Linked DNA regions of Larimichthys crocea: region 1 is linked to region 2. Evidence: chromatin contacts called from public Hi-C data. All regions are on one chromosome and are shown on one strand. Each heading gives the region's core, a stretch centred on a gene start, on an enhancer-like site or on the middle of the called end of the contact. The rest is flanking DNA. Distances are from core to core; before and after follow the strand shown.

Region 1 (3,021 bases), core at 79-2,578, 150 kb after region 2:
TTCAATATGCACAGAGAAATTAAACACGTGCATAGGATTTAAATATGTACAAAAGAATAAAAAAGAGGTAGAGTCTAAAACTCTAAAAGTTAGAAGAATTAAAGAATGTGCAGGGGCATGCATACACTGTACATAAGCACACATATTCTTTAAAATGTATATTTACAATTAAAGATGTGACACACACACACACACACACACATATATATATATTATATACACCATACATACTAAATATACACACACACCACACACACATATATATATAGATATATAGAGATATATATATATATATATATATATATAATATATATATAACACACAACATACATACATACTACATACATACATATACACACACACATACATACATAATATATATACACACAGACAATATTACATTATATATACACATACACACAACACCCAACATACATACACACAATACAATAATAGTACATATACATACACACACACACACACACACACATATAGATATATGCACTTACAGGCCACTTCATTAGGTACACATCTGTACAGACTGTCAGAGCGGTATTATTTCTACTTTATGTTTATTGTTGAGCTCGTAGTGTTGTACTGTGCATTATACTGAAAGTGTTTTCTATCTCATGGCCCTCTCATGTATGTAAACAGGGGAAACGCCTGTCAATATAACAACACCACTGCAGACTACAACTTCAATACTAAACACATCGTTAGATTAATACCTCTCTGCCCTGTTATGTTTATCTTTCTTCGTGTACCTGTGTGTGAGCACACTGAGATTGACTTCACTCAGGTGTGTGTGTGCACACACTCAGTAAAGGTGACTCTGTGACATTTTAAGATTGCTAGGCGACCGTGACACCACCGAGCCTCAGCTACTTCACTCAGGGTGTGAGGGGGCACCGGTCAAACTCGTAACCACCTCCAGTCTTTCGTAATCTCAACTGCCCTCGTCAAACAGACACTAATAAATCGGATTATTTTGATATTAAACTTGTGGCAGCTGGCTAAACTGTTAGCAAACAGCTTCATAAAGCTCAACCTAAAGCAGCTAGCGACTAGCATCCCCTGAACGAGCCCGAAACAAGGCTGACCGGAGCCAAACAAACACAGAGAGCCGCCGGAGGGAGGGAGAGAGAGCGAGAGAGAGGTGAGACCAAAGCACTCCCTGAACACAAATGCAGCCGTGACGTGACAGGTAAGAGAGAGTGATCAAAAAGTTTTCACTCACGCTCTGCATCAGATTCCTGCGCTGCGCCGCCATGTCGGACGGTCCCTCGTTGCGTTCACGGACCATCGCCAAAGTCCGAACACGCGAGTTTCGAGGTGACAAATCCACACAGTGGTAAAAGATAATCATGCATTGAAGTGGAGAAGACACGAGTTAGATTCAGTCGAAATGAAAACATTCTGAAACGATATCCTTCGTGGGTGCTGTGATAATTCACTGTAAGTAACCGTATACAGGAAAAAAAACATGCTTAAATTAGAGCTTGGTAATTGTTTGTGTTTTACTCAAACGATTTCAGAATCGTATAATTCACTTCATCTCTTTTTTTCCCTAAATATCCCACCGCCTTTCTCGTCTTGTGGCGTTTTATATTTAGCATTTTAATGAACAGGTTTGCATAATAATTAATAGTGTGCTAAATTCCTGACAGCACTTTAATGCATCTCCGCACATCCATATGATTTCTTGTCAAACTCGAGATTTTTATTTTTTTAATTATTAGATGATAAATCCTCTCTTCTGTGCTATCACAATAAAATACAGTTAACCAACAACTCTTGGTTTAGTCAATTTATGCAATAAATAAATAACATTTCCGGTTTGTGCTGGATTTCTTTGACAACATCGCCACCGTGTGTCTTCATCTCGTAACTACACGAGTAAACAACGACTGCTGCTGGTGGCTGTTTGCTCTTCTTGACATTAGAAGTTGAAGCCCCACCATTTATATTATATTATAATCTGTGCTCTGTATATTACTGTTAATAAGAATACATTAATCTGATAATCTAATTCAAATAAATAAATAAATTCGTTTTATTTACTATTCTATGCAATCCACTGTTTTGATCAGCAGAGTGAGTAAGAGGCATGACAAGAGTTAAATGATATGCCAGGGATGTCCAAAGTACGGCCCGGGGTCCAATCACGGCCCGCAGTCAGATTTCATGTGGCCCAAATCTTCATTTTAAAATATATTATTTATGGCCTGTATGTATGGCTGAAAGATTAAGCTTTTTTGGGTTTACGTAACGAAGCATTTAAATATCTAAGGACAGAACTGCTGGTGTCATGTACCTGTAGATGTGACACAAAGTATTACTTTCTGAATGATCTTGTTAAAGAGAAGAACATGAGTGATACCTTTTAAACTTAAATGTTCACAGACTTTGCGTTACTCATAATAAGTCATGTTTAGAATGAACATGAGGTGAAGATTTGTATCAACTTCATGCAAGTTTAACGTATTGCATATAATTTATTCTTTGTTATCTGACTTTGGTGACATTGCCATTTAAAAAAACAAAAAACAAATGTAACTTATTGTTCATTTTTTTTTATTTTTAAAATGTTAGCATTGGCCCCCGGGCATCTTCACATTGTCAAATCTTCAAAAGAAGTTTAGACTGTAGGTAAAATTCTTACCAGTGGAGGGAGGCATGTGCCACATTTCTTTGTCTCACTGCAGCTGCTCAGTATCACTAAACTAAAAACTAAAAACTTGAAATGAGTTTATGTGTACAATATTTTTGTTACTTTGCATTAGTAGAGAATACTTAAATATTCATGTACAAACAATTCATAGACATTTACTGTATGTTTTTTTTAAGAATATATAGTAGATCTGTTGTATCCCCCACTTGAGTCTGGAGCTCAAAAGCTAAATGAATTTATGATTTATTTTACTGTATCTTAGCAGGTTATTAAAAATCATAAATAACCGAGGACAGAGGAAAATGCAGCTAAAATCCAAAACTCCCAGAACAGTCATTCATATCTTTCTC
Region 2 (2,998 bases), core at 150-2,649:
TGCAGGATCCGTAACAGTCAACAGTAGTTTGTATGTTCTCACATTTGTTCTCAGTCATATTGAACTCTTTTATTTTTTCTACCCTGTTACATTATGAATATTTATGTCAATTATTATATAATTTTATTAACCTGTGTAGTCAGCTTCTGAAATGCAAATGTTTGTTTTTTTTAAACCTTAGGGGGAAATAATTTTATATTTTATACATTTAATATGTACATGTGTTTAGCTTAAAGAGTTTTTACATTGCACTGTTGACAGTGCTACTAAATATCCTGTTGATCAGCTATTTCAGTGCAAGCTCTTACATACATTTTTTACTTCTTCAATATGAATGTATACATGCAGATATCTGGACATAGAAAAGTGAAATGTAAATTAAAGTAGAATGTAGATATTGTTATCATGACTCGTGTGTGCTTTTCTCTGTTGTAATCAGCCATGTAAACGGTGCACTGATTGAAACATTTGTCTCTAGCACCACCCTTTGGTCAAACACTGTTAATATTTAATGGTATCAGTCACATGTAAAACAAACTATAATGACTTATTTTTGTGGCAGCTATATCCAAAACTGAATAAATATATAAATTGTTGACCTCTGTAAAGTCAAAAGACTTGCTGTCATTTTTTTTGTAAATTTTAATTTTAATTAAACTGCATATTTAGACAAAGGTTTTCATCAAGAACTGAACCACCATCACCACTGATTTGTTTTCACTTGTTTATTTGACTTTTGATTAATTAAGTATTAAGAGTATTTTGGGGGCACTGGTAATAAGTGTCAACATAACATAATATCCTCCCTGATAGCTGAAACATCCAACTTTGTTAAATGTGACAGATAAAGATACTCAGAGAGGTCGAATCTAGCTGACAGATAAACACAAATTACCTGCTCAAAACTTCAGTTTTTAAAATAGGAAATCAGTAAATAATAAACCTTTAGTGCAGTCTCTTTTACTACACACATCTACCTCAACCTCAGGTATTCTCTCTGTGCACTTTATAGCCCATTGGGATTTCATGTTTGCATGGAAAGTGAAATGAACCCTGGGAAATGATGTGAGCACATAAATAGCCTGACTCTGCTTCATTCCCATCAGATTTACTAGTCCAGGGGAGTTGACTGGGAGCATCACTGTTGCTAGGTAATGATTCATAACATCAGCGTCCCTGCACCTATCTGACTCACTGCTCCTACATCCAAATGAGAAAGCGCTCTACAACATGATCAAGCAATCAGTTATGACTTTGTGGATTTGAGTTTTGTCTTTATTCCACAGCCATCCACAGCACTAGGACAACTCATCCTATCTCTAAGCCATGTGCAGATCCAAACAAGCTTTGGAAAATATTGATTGACTTTTTTTTTTTTTTTTTTTTTTTTCTTGACTTACAAACACACAGGGACGCTCACTTTCTGTCGGAGCAACATGTCCAGTTATGTGCTAAATAATATCTGTTAAATTGGAAACAGACATCGATCATCAGTGCCATAAACAATGAGGTGATTACTCAAGAAACAAAGGACGAGGAGTGATGCAATGGCGCTCGGGAACGGCTCTAAGAAGTCAATTTCATGTGACCAGGGGGTCAATCCTTCTTCTCTGAATGATGGGGTCAGTAATACTAAAATGGCTACATGTGAAGTCTAATATTTATCACTTAGTATGTTCATATTAATGTATGTCAAACCTGTGTGGTTGTTAGAGTAAAGTAGTAGGCCTTTCTTAAAATAGGGACATGGAGGTTTTTGTTTTTTGTTTTGAATTCTGCTGTGAAGTGAATCCTCCACAGGGAGAAGTTGCTTTCGTATGACTTTGGGCTCACATAGATGCAGGAATAACATCCAAAAGCATGATACTGTATCTGTCTAAAAGGTTTATAGGTACAGCTGAAAAATGCCTGCCTGGTTTCTTGCACTTCCTGTTGGCATTGTGGATGAGCAGTGTAATCTATTTTAAATGAGCTTACCATACACAATGTAAGAACAGCCTTAAAGGGGAACTCCACCAATTGTAGTTAGTCTATTTACAGGTTTTAGGGTTAGCTGCACAAAACATGATAGATTACCTCAAGTGATATCACTTGACATGAAGACCACAAGTTTAAAAACAATTTGGGGTGTGGAGTTAGAAAGTGGTGGACCTATGTAGTGGTGACCTATTAGACCTATGTATACTGAGTTGCATTGTGGGTAATGTCATCAAATTTTGACAGGGAAGAAAATGATCAGAATAAAAAAGTCAGGTCCATGATCGACTTAGTGGTCGTGTCATCACATCTGTGCCCATCTATCTTGGACACACGGGTAAAGAGAGCTGTAAACTGATCAGTGGTTAGTTAGTTACTTTTTGTGCATCCTGGTGGGATCATGATTGGACCATGTTTAAAGCTTCCATTGTTGATGCGTCTGCTAGGAGTTGGGGTCAGATAGACAGTCGTGGCAGTAACCTAAGAACCCGCTGGTGGACACCAGCAGTAAAGGAGGCCGTCAGGCTGAAGAAGGAGGCCTTTCAGGCTTGGTTGGCCCAGGGCTCTTCTGAGGTAGCAGACAGGTAGACGAGTCTAGCAGATGGCTAGAAGGGCTGCGGCTTCAGTAGTTGCAGAGGCAAAAATCCAGGTGTTGGAGAAGTTCAGGGAGGCCATAGAGAAGGACTTCTGGCAAACCATCCGACAACTCAGGAAGGGGAAACAGAGCTTGGCCCAGGCTGGGTATAGCAGGGGTGGAGAACTATTGACCCGGACTAGGGATATTGTTGGGCGGTGGAAGGAACTAGGAGCTAGGACATCTTGGGGGAGCTCAAAGTAGAGCCGCTTCTCCTTCGTGTCGAACGGAGCCACCTAAAGTTGTTTGGACATCTGTTCTGGGCACGTCCAACTGGGAGGAGACCCTGGGGCAGACCCAGAATCCACTGCAGGGAATATATAGCCCATCTGCCACTGTGACCCGACCCCAGATAAGCAGAAGAGAATGGATGGAAGGATGGATGGA

What was found. Hi-C and Micro-C count contacts between places; a contact is called where the count stands out from the background.
Region 1: a contact with region 2 is called in a Hi-C map of muscle, with 4 times the contacts expected there. The contact joins the promoter of tab1 here to the promoter of tmprss6 in region 2. A contact is called at or near these places in 2 of 7 Hi-C or Micro-C datasets (both in muscle).

Annotation. Positions count from the first base shown.
Region 1 is chrX:30,337,428-30,340,448 of L_crocea_2.0, forward strand. tab1 (TGF-beta activated kinase 1/MAP3K7 binding protein 1) reads right to left here and starts at 1,329. Exons shown (of 11, transcript XM_010739064.3): 1 at 1,238-1,329. The coding sequence starts at 1,303. syngr1b (synaptogyrin 1b) reads right to left here. Exons shown (of 4, transcript XM_010739090.3): 4 at 3,012-3,021.
Region 2 is chrX:30,188,079-30,191,076 of L_crocea_2.0, forward strand. It overlaps tmprss6 (transmembrane serine protease 6), which reads left to right and starts at 1,400. Exons shown (of 18, transcript XM_010739067.3): 1 at 1,400-1,622. The coding sequence starts at 1,548. LOC109138304 reads left to right here. Exons shown (of 11, transcript XM_019258171.2): 11 at 1-617.